Linked DNA regions of Sus scrofa: region 1 is linked to region 2. Evidence: chromatin contacts called from public HiChIP or PLAC-seq data. All regions are on one chromosome and are shown on one strand. Each heading gives the region's core, a stretch centred on a gene start, on an enhancer-like site or on the middle of the called end of the contact. The rest is flanking DNA. Distances are from core to core; before and after follow the strand shown.

Region 1 (7,354 bases), core at 363-2,862, 240 kb after region 2:
AGTTTACTCTGGATGGTCAAAGGAAGGAGAAAGGTAAGAAATGTCTAACTAATGCAATGTTGAAGAGTCCTTTTTAAATGGCAGGATTGACCTCTATTTTTTAATAATAGGCGGTTTATTTCAATGTTGAATGACAACATAAAAGGCAAGAGATCAAGACTATCCTTTTTCTTTTTCTTTATTCAATGGACTAAAGCACAGAGTTAATTCAAGTACAAGTAAATCATTTGCAAGGATAAGTTTGTGAAGAGACTACCTACGAATACACCTACCAGGGAATAAAGACCTTTCTAGTTTAGCTGATGAAGATAATGATCTTCGGCAACACAATGACATAACATTTATACTTATAAAGAAGTTTATGGTTTAGAAAGCACAGTCTTAGAGTTTCCATGTGGCTCAATGGTTAACGAATCTGACTAGGAACCATGAGGTTGCGGGTTCAATCCCTGACCTTGCTCAGTGGGTTAAGGATCCAGCGTTGCCATGAGCTGTGGTGTAGGTCGCAGATACGGCTCAGATCCTGAGTTGGTGTGGCTCTGGCGTAGGCTGGAGGCTACAGCTCTGATTAGACCCCTAGCCTGGTAACCTCCATATGCTGCAGAAGCAGCCCTAGAAAAGGCAAAAAGACAAAAAAAAGAAAAGAAAAGAAGAGAAAAGAAAAGAAGAGAAAAGAAAAGAAAACAAAAGAAAAGAAAAGAAAAGAAAAGAAAAGAAAAGAAAAGAAAAGAAAAGAAAAGAAAAGAGAAAAAAAAGCACAGTCTCACCCTGACCCCACTGGGGCAAGGAGAGAGGAAGGTTATACGTATGGAAAGAGGCTCAGGGGAGTTAAGTTGCTATAGATGAAGTATATGGGTAACTCAGTGACCGAAACAGAGGCTAGAAACCATTTTTCTGACCCTCAGAATAGTGTTCTTGCTAAAATACTGTTATCTTTCCTTACTCTTTCATAAATTGTAAGTCTAGTATTCTATCGTCAAGATTTCTGATTCCTGATAACAGAAAATTCACCTACTTCCCAAGAATTTTTGCATTAAAATGGAAAATGAAGTTTACAAAAGTGCACATATACAAATGTTTTTTATATATTCTACTAAGACAATATGCATATTTATGTGTCAATTATAACAGAAAAAAAATTAGTGCTACAAGTGATATGGCCTCATAAAAAATGACATGACACCCTTTCTGGGTCCATTTTTTTTTTTTCAATTAAAACTGATACCTTAATGTTTTGCGGGAGATAAAAAAGCACTTCTCTCTGTGCATAGATTAGACTTTGAGGTCATGACAAAGACAGAACTGAATTTCCGCAATATAAAGTGACAGAAATTGAGGACACTGAGGACAAAGAAGAGAAATCCAAAATACCTGGAATAGATGGAGAGGTGCAAAGAAATAAGACAAAGAGAGACTGTGGGATTCTGGTTCAAAACACAGGGACCTCAGGACGGATGACCAGTGAGCAATGCATGACCAATGGATTTCTATAAACTCCGATGTGTGACAGTGAGTTTCAAGTTCCTGCTTATATTTCCCTGCACTCACTCTACAGCCTGACCCAGAAGTTCTTAAGCATCTGCCATAGTACCTGCCTTCTGTCCACAGACTCTCAGGCAGCAGTAACTCGAGAAGGCTGTGGGCAGTGAGAGACAGTATGGGGGGAGGGCACTACCCTTCCAGTCCAAGAGCCATGGTGGAGTTCCAAGGGAGGGCAGAGAAGTAGGCAGCAGCATGGGCTGACTCCAGAAAACAGGAGCTCCCACTTGCTGCTCTCAAAAAGCTGGCTGACTTAAGGGCACAGAGGCTAGAAACATCCGGGGTACCCATGTTCTCTCATTCACCTGTTCTGACCCACTGTCCTGCATCTGTGTTTCTGACTTTAGGACCCTGAAGAATATGATCTGTGGAGTCTAATCTGAGAAATAATAAGTAATCAGGTTTACTAGATAAATGTTGACACTTGTGCAATCAGTTTGAGCCCATAAATATAACTAAAAATGCAAAAACTACAGTACGAATATTTCATAGAAGTACTTGGTTATAAGGTCATGGGGTCGTTTACCATGACTCAAAAATGTGCTCGGTAATTTTGTCTGCTCAAAGATACAACAGTTGAGAAGTCTGTAAAAAGAACTTGAATGCCACATTCACAAGAACTGTATCTATAGACACCTGGGTTTATGGATCTCAATATAAGGAATGTTCTTCTGAATCTCCTCTCAATCATATCAGACATATAGTCTATTTCAAGTTCATGGGTACCCTGTCTTCCAATTCAACTTCCACCCCAACTCAAACACACTTCTAGTTCTTCTAAACCAATTTCTAACCTAACCACTTAATTACTATCACACACTTACTTATTTCTAGTGATCTCTGCACGTGCAAGCTAAGCAAGCTCCTGGGAAATAGTCATTCCACAAATTCAATATAAGGCGCTGTCCTACAGGCTGTGGCTGGTAAAATGAAGAAAAAGATGTAGATGTAGTCCACCTTGACTAGGTTTACAATCTGGTTATGGAGGCATGGGAGAAATCAATTAATACATAGCTTACAATATAACTCAGCACAGCGTTCCACTTGTATCTACACTGCTTTGCATTTTTAAGACGTATTTTATAAATCACATATTTTATTATGTTACTTGGCTTCTCAAATTTGTTTAAGAAGTATGCTCAAAATCTTAGGGCTGAATATAGCTCCTCTTCCTGGAGCATCATTTTCAACATGTTTGGGGTTAGGAGAGAGACAATGCTTGAGTAAGATAGTTTAACTATATTTTTAAAATGCATTTCATATTTTAAACATAAAGATATATTATGGAGGAGGATGCAAAACATAAATGATTCTTTTTATTTTTCCACTCACAGCATATGGAAATTTCCAGGCCAAGGATCAAATCTGAACTGCAGCTGGATCCTTAACCTGTTGCACCCAGCAGGAATTCCATTTTTTTTTTTCCGAAATAAGTTAGAAGCCTCACAAGAAATTTCATTTGAGACTTTCTATGGCCTATGACAGACTCCATCCTGAACTTGATGTAAGAGACCTGAGGATGTCTATTCTATCAAGTGCTATTCAACATGGTACTGGAGGATCTAGCCATTGCAATAAGGCAATGAAGAGAAATAAAAGGGATTTAGATTAAGGAACAGTAAATTAAGACTGTCTTTCTTCACAGACAATATTATTTTCTGTACTAAAAATTTAGAAAGGTTGCATAACAAAAGATCAATAAGCAAAAATCACCTAATTTCCTTATATAAGGAATGAACAATTAGAAACTGAAATTTAAAACTTTTGGACTAGCATCAAAAATATGAAGAAGGACTAAGGCATGGATCTGATAAGCTGCAAGACCTACATATGAAAACTACAAAACTTTGCTGAGAGCAATTAAAGATGACTTAAATATATGGGCAAGAAGCCTTAACACTGATTGTTAAGATGTCAACTGTCCCCAGCTGACTTGAAGATTCAATGCAATGTCAATCAAAATACCTGTTTTTTTTTTTGTAACTAACAAGCCACTAAGCATGAAAGACTGAGAGAAAATATCTGAAAGTATATGTCTGATTAAGGATTTGTATCCAGAATACACACATACACACACACAAACACACACATACACACACACAGAATTATTGATTTCTAAAGGTCAGAAACTATGACTTCTGCTTTAGTTTTTTCTTCCTTTCCATCAGGGTCTGAAATCACACACAGGAACCTTAACGAATATAAGAGAACATGTAAATTCAAAAATATTACCTCACAAGCAAGACCTCTGAAAGGAGGATGTGCCAGGCTTGACAGCTCAATAATTTCATCAAGGATGCAAGTTCTCTCTGTCCTTCTGGATGGCCAACCTTAGCATTTTGGCTTTTCATTCTTAGGCTTATCACCTCATTGTCAGAGAATGGCTAACGCATCATATTCTCCAGCAATGGCCGCCAAGGCAGTAAGCAAGGCAGGGATGAGAGAAAGAAGCCCTCCCTCCTGTGGCACTCTAGAGGGGACAAGACCTTTCCCAAAAGCCCCCAGGGCACTCCCAGTGCTGGACCAATCACTGCCAGGAAGACTAAGATTACTGTAAATCTGCCTTCAACCAATTCTACATCAAGGACAGTGAGTGACCCTCAGCAAAAAAGAGGTAAATGACTAGTAGGCAAGTCTACTGTTGTTGACTTATAATTTAGGTAGAAAACCCTGAATAGCTTTTAATACTACCGATTACTTAACTCCCTATTTTTTATATTCCAGAAAGGAAGCATGAACATAAATGTTAAATTATTTATCCATTTAGATAAATGGTTTCCCAAAAAAGCATGTCTGGTGGCTTACAATACAATATACTTTAAAATGAGGCCGAAATAACCTGCATTCAGTTTAAAGAAAAAGAGACGGACGGTATGACATGGGTATTGGTAATTGTGAAATGTACCAGAATACAGGGTATGAAAACCCACTGCTACCATTAAGCACACAATGATTTCTGAATCTCAAGGAAATCAAAAGAGAAAGGAAAACATGAATAACTGAAGAGTTCTTAATGTGGACATTACAGAATACAAAATAGTAACTTCCTCTGTAATGCTTATATCATCATTTCTTAAGACCATATCATTTTTATCGTCATTTTTTTTCAGAAGCAATTAAAATTAGTTTGCATTCTCTGTGCAACAGGGCACTATGCTTGGATTCACTGTGAGAAGCCTAAGTTATTCTACTGAGGATGAGAAATTCCAGCTAAGGGTTTTCAATGTGTTTTATCTAGCACACTGGGAACTGAATATGGTAGGGTTTCATGCAGATTCTAATGAGTCTGAAGTTATCAGTAAAGCTTCACTGCAGGTGACTTCAAAATCCATCAATGGATATTCTCTAAACTCAAAACTACAACAAATATCACAAGCAAAAATTCTGGGACATGAAAAAAAAAAAAAAAAAAAAAAAGACATGGTTGGATTGTAAGGAACGTAGCCTGGGACTCAAAAACCCAAGTCTGAATCCTGACTCTTTAATCTCCCTGGTCCTTAATTTAATCATATCTATGAAATGACAGAGTTGGACTGTTTGATCTCCGCTGTCTCTTCAAGCTTTAACATGCAAAGAGTTTGCCAAAGAGGCAATATTTTTAAAAAGGAAAAAAAAGCTAAATAAATTTCTAGGAGCTTTTTATACATTATGTCAAAGGCTATTATTTAATGATGTTATAAAGCCTGAAAAAAGTTTTAAGAGCACAAATATTTTTCTTTTCCATCAATTCCTAAATTGATACTTTTCCCTTAGAGAAAATAAGGCACTGGGAACACATTTTTCTCCCCAGTCCCTTGTATAAAAGTTGATACACTCAGCCTAATTGAATCTAACTTCAAAAGAACTTCCAGCTTAAGCTCCCAACATCAACATTCAATCCATCTTCATGTAATAAACACAGTAACCTAAAAACCTTCCATTAATTCCCTTACATCTCAAGCTTGACATTAAGGGCTCAAGAATGAACATAATATACATACAATTCCAATGACAGTGCAACAAACAACAAAATAAATGAAGGAGAAAACATAAGTCCAGCATTAAAATATTAAACCTATTAAACCAGAAACATTCGATGTAAAACTTACTCCCTTGAAGATTAGTAAATTCACTCAACATTTTATGATAATTATGTATAATCTGAAATTATCATTAGTAATTCCTGATTTACTTCTGCAGAATAACTTAACATACAATGGAACATGGCTGAATCATCTGAAAAGTAAGCAAATACTATTACAGAAAATACCATATAAATGTTCAGTAGATGAGCACTCCAGAAAGACCTCTTATCCAACCTTTGGTAACAAGTTACTTAACATTTAAACACCTCTTATGATTATTCACCAAGGGCTTCAATCACAAATTATTTTCCTAGGATAATATGCAGATCCTTTCATTTTGAGTGACTTTCAAAATCTGAGATATTAAACAAACAAACAAAATGAGGGGGAAAAAAGCACCAGTCTAGCTGGGATTCCAGCCAATAAAAACTTTATTTCATGGAAAAAAAAATAACAAGTCCACAATCTCACAGTGAGGATGGAAACAATCACCCCAAACAGGAATCAGGAATCGTTGTGGATGATATTACGCAAATCAGAGGACTGAAGGAGGAGGAGCCTGGGGAGCAGGGTAAGTGGGCAGAGGCCAACACCTTTACAAGAGTCTCACTGAAGGACACCTGTACTGCCAGGCAGTGTGAATTAGTAGTGCCCAGCGTTATTGGTCTCTTTCATCTTATGAAAATGCTCTCAAAACTGAAGTCATAAAGGTTTTTCACTTTGAACTTATGGACACCCAGGCTGGCTTCCCTTAATATCAATATCTGAAGCATTACGAATTGCGACATTACGCTACACTTTTCATTTCTGAATACTGTAACTCCACTATGGCTACAGGTAGTTAAGCAATATACAGAAGCATACAATGTCTATCAACGTGTCAAAGTTATGCCTTTAAAAACCACTGATAATACATGGCAGTTATCAAACGCCCTCATGTTATAAGATTTGTAAAATAAACAGAAAACTTTGAGGCAGAGGCTGTTTAGACAAAAGTTAGCTAAAATAGGAGTATAAAGCTATAAGGTAGAGATACATGCTGAGCAATGTAAAAAACAACCATAATGCACTTTTAAATCTTTGTTGAACAATTATTTCAACTTCCTGTGCATGACTTTAATCTATTGTTTAATTCCGGATCAAAATGAAGTAACCCAAATATGCACTCTGTTATATAAAAGGCCCAGAGGATGAAATTACATCTCTCTTTAATAAGATCCTTTGAAATCCTATACTAGGGTAACTCAGCAGCCAAATTATTTTTCTTCTGTTAATGCTGATTGAGCAGTAAATAATAACTAAGAGAAAAACAAATATGTAAAATAGTGTTTCACACCTTTGCTGGAGCTTTCCTAAATGACCCTGACCTACAGACAACTAGTACAAGCAAAAGTGCAACTATTTCATCAACCTCTAAATAAAGCAATAATTCAATGCAGTTTTTAGGGGGCTGATTTTAAGCTAGAAGTTAAAAAGCTGTATACAAATGTATTCACATTTTAGCACTGAGGTTGAAACAAATGAAAAAATCTTGTTTCAAAACAGTGCTAAGGTAAAGGCTTTAGCCTGATAAAGTGTTAAGCCCTGCCTCCACCCCCCACCCCGTCTCCATTTTTTGCATCTACAAAATAAATGGTTTGGACAGTGTGAATCTCTAAAGGTTTCCTACCACCTCCAAAGCAAGTCCACTAGCCCTCAGTACCAAGCTCAGCCAATTAGGAAAAGGAAATAAATTATGCAAGACATTTAAT
Region 2 (7,793 bases), core at 3,779-6,278:
AACTTAATGCCATGTGGGTTTTTTTTTTTTTTAACTACAATTAAAAAAAAAAAAAAAAAGTTAAAGCGTATTCCTTCTCATCAGTTTCCAAAGTTCAAAAGCACAGCTTTGCTCAGTGAGTTATTTAATCAGTGAAGTCTCCGGTTTTACTAAATACATTAGTGATGACAAAAATGATAGCACAGTATACCACCAAAATTTCACACTTCTGGCCATCTGCGTTTCAGAGTAAGTGAATCTTGAAGACAAATTAACATGTGGCATATAAAAGAAAGGCAGAAAAACTGGGACTCTGCCCAGACCTTCAAAGACCAACACTATCCATTTAGTTCGAAAGCAGTTTTCTTACATATGGGCAGGGTCTTCACATTGCAGGCCAAGTTATTTCTTTATATAAACAATCTCCTGTACTTCCATTCATCCCACGTTCCTCTGTTATAATCATTCAGCCTCAAGCACCGCAATGTGCATGCCTGATTGATTGCATCTCGATCACACTCCTTTCGGATTTGGCTTTCGTACCCAACTTCTTTTTATGTGAGGTAGAAGATAGGTTAGAATAAGCAATAAAATCTAAGTCTTCACAGAGCTAGAGAAGTTGAGTTCTTTTGCCAGGAAGCCTTTGGACAAGCAACTTAGGATACCCTTGGCATTTTAAAATAGATCAGTGGCTGGACCAGCAGCAGCAGCATCTGGGGACCTAGTTAGACATGCACTTTCTCCAGCCTCATCCAGACCCACTGAATCAAAACTCCTAAGGGGGTCCAGCAATCTGCGTTTCAGCGACCCTCCAGGAAATTCTGATGCCCCTGGAATTTGCGATCCACTGCTCTGCGTTACTTACCTCTATGTGACAGAGGATGAATATAACCCAAATTTTAATGGTAAATATGGAAAGAGTAACAGCAGATGGCAGTGTTTGACTATTTCTGCCTTCTTTCTAGGTACGTGTACTCACCATAGAACAAATGCAGTTGCCAGACCTGAAAATGTATCACTGGTTCCCGGCCATTTAATAAAACACAAATTTCCTTGTTATTTTCCTATCTCAAAAAAGAAGGAAAAATTTATTTCTCTGAAAATATAGAAACAAAATCTAAAGATAAAATATACCTTTAGTGCTACGCCAAGACATCAAGATAATAAAGTGCAAGGACTGGAACTTATATGCACAGAGGCAACAGAATCTTCATTCCTTCTGCCCCAACACCCAGCCACTTTTTCCTTTTTTTTTTTCTATTCTATGCAGTCATGACTTTGACCTGTGCAATTTACATATATACATATACATATATGTATCTATACACACACATATACATACCTTTGCAAAAAGATGTTTATTGGCTTGTTCAATGCATTTTAATTTAGAATATTCAAAATAAAATCTGTGATGTAAGTGTCACTACTTCAGTCACCACAAGAATTTTTGTTTTAATTAAATTTTGTTGAATAAAACGATTGAGGAATTTTCATTCTTGGCCAGTGTTCAGGAGGCGTAGATAGTACTAACAGACAGTCCTATAAGAACCTATGTGTGTCCCCCGTGTGGACCCTGAGCTTGAGGATAATTTATATTTTGAAAAGGGGTGACTGCAGTGCCAGTCAGAGTTTTAATCACAGCAAGTACGATGGAGTTGGGAAAGAACTATCACTGCTTTCAGAGATTACAGGACATATGGTTTCACAGCAAGAGATCAAGCTTTCCAAAGTGAATCATTCCTTTTCCCATGATTGGATCCAACACCAGCCACTTTCTGATCATCAGGGCCGGCAGGGATTCCGTCCTGATCTGCCTAGAGCCTTCTAGAAGCCCGCCCTCCCAGTGACCCGACCTGGATCACAGAGACTCTGGCTCACTGCGCTGGGCTTGCGCAAAGGAGACAGTCCTGAGCTCTCACCATGGCCTCGTCCCATTCACTACACTCTTTAAGCACAAAGAGTTTTTTCTTTTAACATTAGTGTACCCTGAAGGGCTTTTCTTGATAAATGGGCTCCTGAATGACAGGTATAATAGCATGCAGTGCCTTCTCAAAGATGAATGACTACTGCCAGTGACAGCAGACACGGTCAGGGCTACCGCTGCCTCTTGCTGGAGCTGTTTTCCATGTTCTTTTATCTCTAACATCAATTTGTTCCTGTCAGCCGTCATAAACTATAGAGGCAGGATTCCATGTACAAAGGCAATGTTTGAACTCCTCGAACGGCGGGCAGGTTAAATATATTTTCCTGATGCCATGTTCCATTAACATGCTGCCGGGAGAGAGAAATCCATCCATCCATGCGTCTTCAGATCCTAATCCTATCTTGTCTCGAGATCACGTTTCATTATTCCCCAAGCCAAGAACACAGGGGGTCCGAGCCCCGGCCAAATCATGTGATTCTGGGACATAGGTTGGGATTATTGAAGATAAACTAGCCCAGCCATGAGGCGTCCTGTAGGAACACATGTGCTGGTTGCATCCATGTCTGCAGCAGCCACCTTCCTGCCAAGACAGAGCGCTGCTCAGCGCATACCTCCCCTCAGCTCTCCTGCAAGTCACAAGCTTGCTTTCTCTGAAAAGCAAAACGCCACGGTGAGAGAGGCCCAGTTCTGCTCAAGATCTACGAGCTGGCAGTTCGTCTGGGGACAGAGGCTGCTTCCAGCTGATGCAGCACCCCAATAATGCCAAGTGGCGACTTCAGTGTCCTCACAGGTGCAAGCTATTTCTTCCTGAATGAATCACCCATCCTCCTCCCTGAGCTACTCATCGTTGCTTACGTCATAAACACACAGAGGCTGCAAAGCCTCACACTTTGCTCCAAACATCTCAGAGGGGCTTTTAGCCTAAGCGTCTCTCTCCTTATATGGTAATAACAGAGCTCTGAACCACTGACAGAGCTGGACCCCATCTTTGAAGGAAAGGAAGTCGGAGGCAGTATGAAGACTGAGAGTAGCTCATAAAAATGTCTTTAAGGCAGGGATGCCCTCACCCCCTTTTGAATGGAGTTACAGGTATGGTTTCACAGGGAACCAGTCATGAGCCTTGGTAACATTGCAGCATTCATGAAGGAAATCCACTTGGGCTTAAGTGGACACTCAAAGTGGCGAAATAATTCTTCCCTAATTTTATCCTTTGATTCACTGCTTCCCTGATGGGAAGGATGGGGGACAGTCTCATCATTTCTTAAAGTGTAGGGTGCATATCTCCTCCCTCAAAATCCTCGGGAGTTCTTGCCAGGAGTTACTTCCTAGCCCTCACCATCCATCGACTGAATCAGAATCACTGAGTTGGGGGCTTCAGGACTCTGGATTTTCATGAGATTCTTGGGTAAACTTTGGGGGCACTAAATTTTGAGAACTGTTTATCCAGGATCTTAAGAGACTTTCAGATGCCTGCTTATAATGGAATGCCTTGGAGAGCTGTGGGGTGCAGTGGGTTCCAACAATGCCTTCCGTTAAACCTTTATGCAGGATTGCCCAAATGTTGCTGGTTGTCCTTACTACGTATCTATCTACCACCAGCATGACAAATCTTTCAGGGGCGATCATCCGAGTCTTTTATTTCCTTTATATTTTCATCAGTGGCAATAGCAATATGACTGCATAAACAAGACATACAGTCTTGTGAAACTAAACACAAAACAAGGCATGCAATAAGTAGAACAAACCCCCCTCCAGTTTCTTTGAATTTATTAAGTTACACTTAAAGGAATACCCCACTGGCATTCACTTGGATACACAATAAATCCTCCCGGATTGCCTAATTTCACTGAAGCCCACAAGGACATGGCAAGGTTGATGAGAGGGCTTAACTGGCTATTGGCAAAGTTCTGTTCAAAGGACAGTGCTTATGAACTGAGCTGAAACCTGGGGTGATCCAGAAGGCGGCTGAGGGCTAGAAAAGATCTTGGAATGTACTAAGTGTTCAATAAATGCCTGCTGCGTGAAAATGAGAATTACGATTACAATGCTTCTCCTTCCCACAGATTTGTAGCCTCCTCCACATCTCTATGCAGTTATTTTATTCTTATTCTCCCGCAGACTTGCCCTAATGATCAGAGCCTAACAAATAACAGTAATGCTTCATTTGAAAACACCCAGGGGTGTTAATTAAGACAAAGGGTTACAATGATTTTTATCAGACATTACTTGCTACCGTTTAGAAAACTGCAAGCATCAGCTCTAAGCAGAAACTCTAAGGCAATGAAGTTTGAAAGAAAATCAAAATGTCCAAACCTCTTCCAACAACTGTCCCGAGAACTTTCACCATTTCTTCTTTCTGCCCATAATCACTGGCAAATATGTTAGTTGCAAAAGAACATCTCACATGTGTTATCACATGCTGTTCTACTGCCTCCCTCTATTTAGAATGCTAGCTTGGTGAAGACAGGCACTAAAAATATACTTAATACTCTTTATAGGCACAAATAGGTTGCAGGGTTTATGCAGCTTGTAGGCCGTTAAATACCTAAATACCGGAATGAATGACAGCCAGGATCCTGGCGGAAAAAAAAAAAAAGTAGCCAGGAAACTGTGCTCATGCCAAGAAGGGGCTGCTGGATGGTAAGGAAGATGCCTTAGGGAGGGACCAGTGGTAAGTTCTTGCTCAAAAAATGATTCAGAGCCAAATTCTTACTTATTCCCAAAGACTAGCCTGACTCGAGACATGCTGTTCTTGGGAAAAAAGAAAGAAAGAAAAAAGAAACTCTAAATGGAAGCAAACAGATTTGAGACAAAAGTATTTACACACATTCATCCAGCCTCTCAGTTCCCCCCGTGCCTGCTGCAAGCGAATGCCCCTTCCCGTCCTTCCTGTTGGGGAACAGGTGTCTCCTGCCAATTAGGATTTAAAAATCAACAGGGGCTTCTTAAGAGAATGATGACAAGTCTAATTGCAAGAAGCAGCTGTAGAGCCCTTGGCTTCACTGGGGCAGGCTTTATTAATCCCCGTTTTGCTGGGTGCCTGGCACCAAGCTGGGGTCAGCTCCCCTGTCACGGGGTCGAAGCTGTAAAATGTAGGGCGAGGATGTAATGACCCAAGCTCAGCAGGAGGGGTGACAGTGCCCTGCACAGATCCTGGGAGCTGGGCAGGTACAAGTCAAGTGGACACAGAGGCACTGTCAACAGCAGCCTCAGCTCAAAGGGTCGCCACTGCTCCAGAACGTGATCTGTGTGTTTACATGACGCCCTGCGTGTTATTCAATATACCATTCTTACTGGCCTGTTGTCAGGACCCCACCTCTCATCCAGGCTAAGAATCTGGAACTTCTTAGAAGTGTGGCTTCAAAATGGTTAGTGACATTTGCTTCTGTAAACACACGTATTCTTCTATTACATAATTGTTCATTTGAAGAGACCAAAAAAGGACAGTCGGGTGGTACAATGTAGTACGGAATTGGCAAAGCAAAGCAATCAGCAAATAAAGCATCTGTCCACTCAGCAGCAGAAATTTTGTAAATAAGTTAAATACATTAAAAATATTAACTGCAAAGAGCTTTCTCTCTCTCTCTCTCTCTCTCTCTCTCTCTCTCTCTCTCTCTCTCTCTCTCTCTCTCTTTTGGCTGTACCCGTGGTATGTGGAAATTCCAGGGCCAGGGATCAAACCCTGGCCACAGCAGTGACAACCTGGGATCCTTAACCTGCTGAACCGCCAAGGAACTCCTGAAAGAGCTAAGATTTCTTAGTGACAGAGGTTTCATCGATTTTCTAGGACCCCTCAATGTGTGTGTTTTCCAGGCAGCCTCTATGTGGATACAGAGACTGTCCACTCACATATATGCTTAAATATCCCTGCCCCAGGAAGCCCTCCTCACTCAATCCTTTTCTCTGCTTCCATAGCACCTTTCTCAGTCACACACACTTGCTCATCTTTTTTTCTTATTTGCCTGTATATCTGGTTCATTCATTACGAAAGGGCAACTTTTTAAGGGTAAATGTTTGTTTTAATCGTCTTTGTATCCTTATCATCTAACCTAGGACCTGCCATATAGTAAGAACTCAATAAATATTTCTTTAAACTCCTATCTCCCTAACCAGGAGGTGGGAAATCTTTCTGCCAAAGCATTGCTAACAACTGCCAAGGCAAACATAATGCAATCATGTGGTTCTGTTGCCATCTAAGAAGTCATTCCTTTAAAATGACAGCGAAGACAGGAAAGTCCAAGAAACATTCCTCCGGAAACACATGCAAACATTAATTCTGGAATGCCTTGGCATTCTCTCGTAAGAATAGCTCAGTGAGAGCCCAGCAGAGACGAAAATGAAACCAGAGACTAACACTTGCTCATAGAAACTTACGGACCTTAATATAGGCAGTGCCAAGAGGTCAGGGTCAAGTGGATTAATAGGATGAAGAGTTCTCAGTAGGAAAATTCTACAAGTCCTATGAACACATTAAAGTTTGCTGCAGAAACTAGTCCATATACCAATGAAATCCTTTTTAAACTAACATTTACTGGAATATTACTCTGTATTATGATTTTTTCCTGACCAAAAGAATTGAAAGAGAATGAGATTTTGCCGTTGTCTTAAGTTGATTCCAGTAGGGGAGTAAAGCACTGTCCAAGGAGGCATTAAAACACTGCTTTATCAGAAGAATAAATTGCAAAGCCTAAGAGGGTGCTTTCAGTATGAGAGCGATTTTGCCATGTGCAAAAGACAAAAGGGAGTTTTAGGAAGAGAAGTTAATTAGCAAGAGCAATGAGAGTACAGAGGGCTTAAGGAAGAGCAAGCGAGTCCATGTGAAACCCAGAGTCCGAATGGGCAGAGAGGAGGGTGAATTTGGTAGCACTGATGCCACTTGGTCTCAAGAGATCCTGGGGTCGTTTAAAACAGACTTTCAAAGAGCAGAGAGAGACAAACTTAGTTCTGTTCTTTGTCACCCTGGGGACTGGCCCATAGAGGATGCGTTAGAAGGGTGGGGTTCAACTTTTGGTAATAATTTATTGTTAATCATCTTGGCAAAAAGAGGATGAAGTCTGGAGGGGTAGGGCCAAAGGAGTGAGGTGAGAACAAAGATTTAAACAACATTTCAGAAATAGCGTTGCTCAGCCTGGAGAAGGGGGGAGAGAAGGAAGGGTTGGTACCAGGTCCAAGGCTTGCAGTTTGGAGAATGAGGTGGACAGTTATGGCATAAACAAAGACAGCGAATCCAAACTGCACATTGGACAGATTACGTGCAATCTGCAAGTCAAGGTAGACTTGTAAAAGGCAGGCTGATTTTACATAGAAGTCTGCATCTATACTTAATAAAGAAAGTTTCTTGGAGTTCCCATTGTGACTCAGGGGGTTAAGAACCCAATGTAATATCTGTGAGGTTGCGGGTTCCATCCCTGGCTTTGTTCAGTGGGTTAAAGATCTGTCATTGCCATGAGTTGCAGGGTAAGTTGCAGATGCTCTTCAGATCCAGCATTGCTGCGGTTGTGGCGGAGGCCTGCAGCTACAGCTCCAATGAGACTCCTATCCCAGGAATTTCCATATGCTGCAGGTATGGTCATTAAAAAAAAAAAAAAAAAAAAGGAAAAAAAAATAATGTTTCTTAAATAAAATATTTTAACAGAATGGGTCATCATGTAAAAAATCTGGACAAAGTGATAAAGCTAAAGGGTCATAATTTCAAATAATGGATATGTACGTGGTAAAAGAAGGAGATCCCTACATTGGATCTGCAAAATACTAAACTGAATTTATTACTTGGTTAAGTAAGAGAGAGCTCAGCTAGTCATACTGAGCAAAAAAAGATCTAACAAAGATTTTGGAAAAGAACTTGTCTTGAGTGGTATTACTTACAGAGACAAGGGAAGGTTGCCCCTGT

The links. HiChIP or PLAC-seq counts read pairs in DNA pulled down with a chosen protein or histone mark.
Region 1: an H3K27ac HiChIP or PLAC-seq map of skeletal muscle shows a contact between it and region 2. The contact joins two enhancer-like sites. A contact is called at or near these places in 1 of 47 Hi-C or Micro-C datasets (skeletal muscle) and 1 of 2 datasets of contacts at active chromatin or transcription factors (skeletal muscle).

Annotation. Positions count from the first base shown.
Region 1 is chr1:30,482,824-30,490,177 of Sscrofa11.1, forward strand. The region is part of intron 2 of EYA4 (eyes absent homolog 4); the gene reads right to left. Among named protein-coding and RNA genes, the nearest start is that of EYA4, 89 kb to the right of the region's middle. Within about 2 kb of position 1,613, at least 1 of the 83 cell types and tissues checked has an H3K27ac peak or open chromatin away from gene starts, as enhancers often do. A contact at or near this core is called in skeletal muscle, where this site is marked.
Region 2 is chr1:30,240,248-30,248,040 of Sscrofa11.1, forward strand. No RefSeq gene overlaps it. Among named protein-coding and RNA genes, the nearest start is that of TCF21, 270 kb to the left of the region's middle. Within about 2 kb of position 5,029, at least 10 of the 83 cell types and tissues checked have an H3K27ac peak or open chromatin away from gene starts, as enhancers often do. A contact at or near this core is called in skeletal muscle, where this site is marked.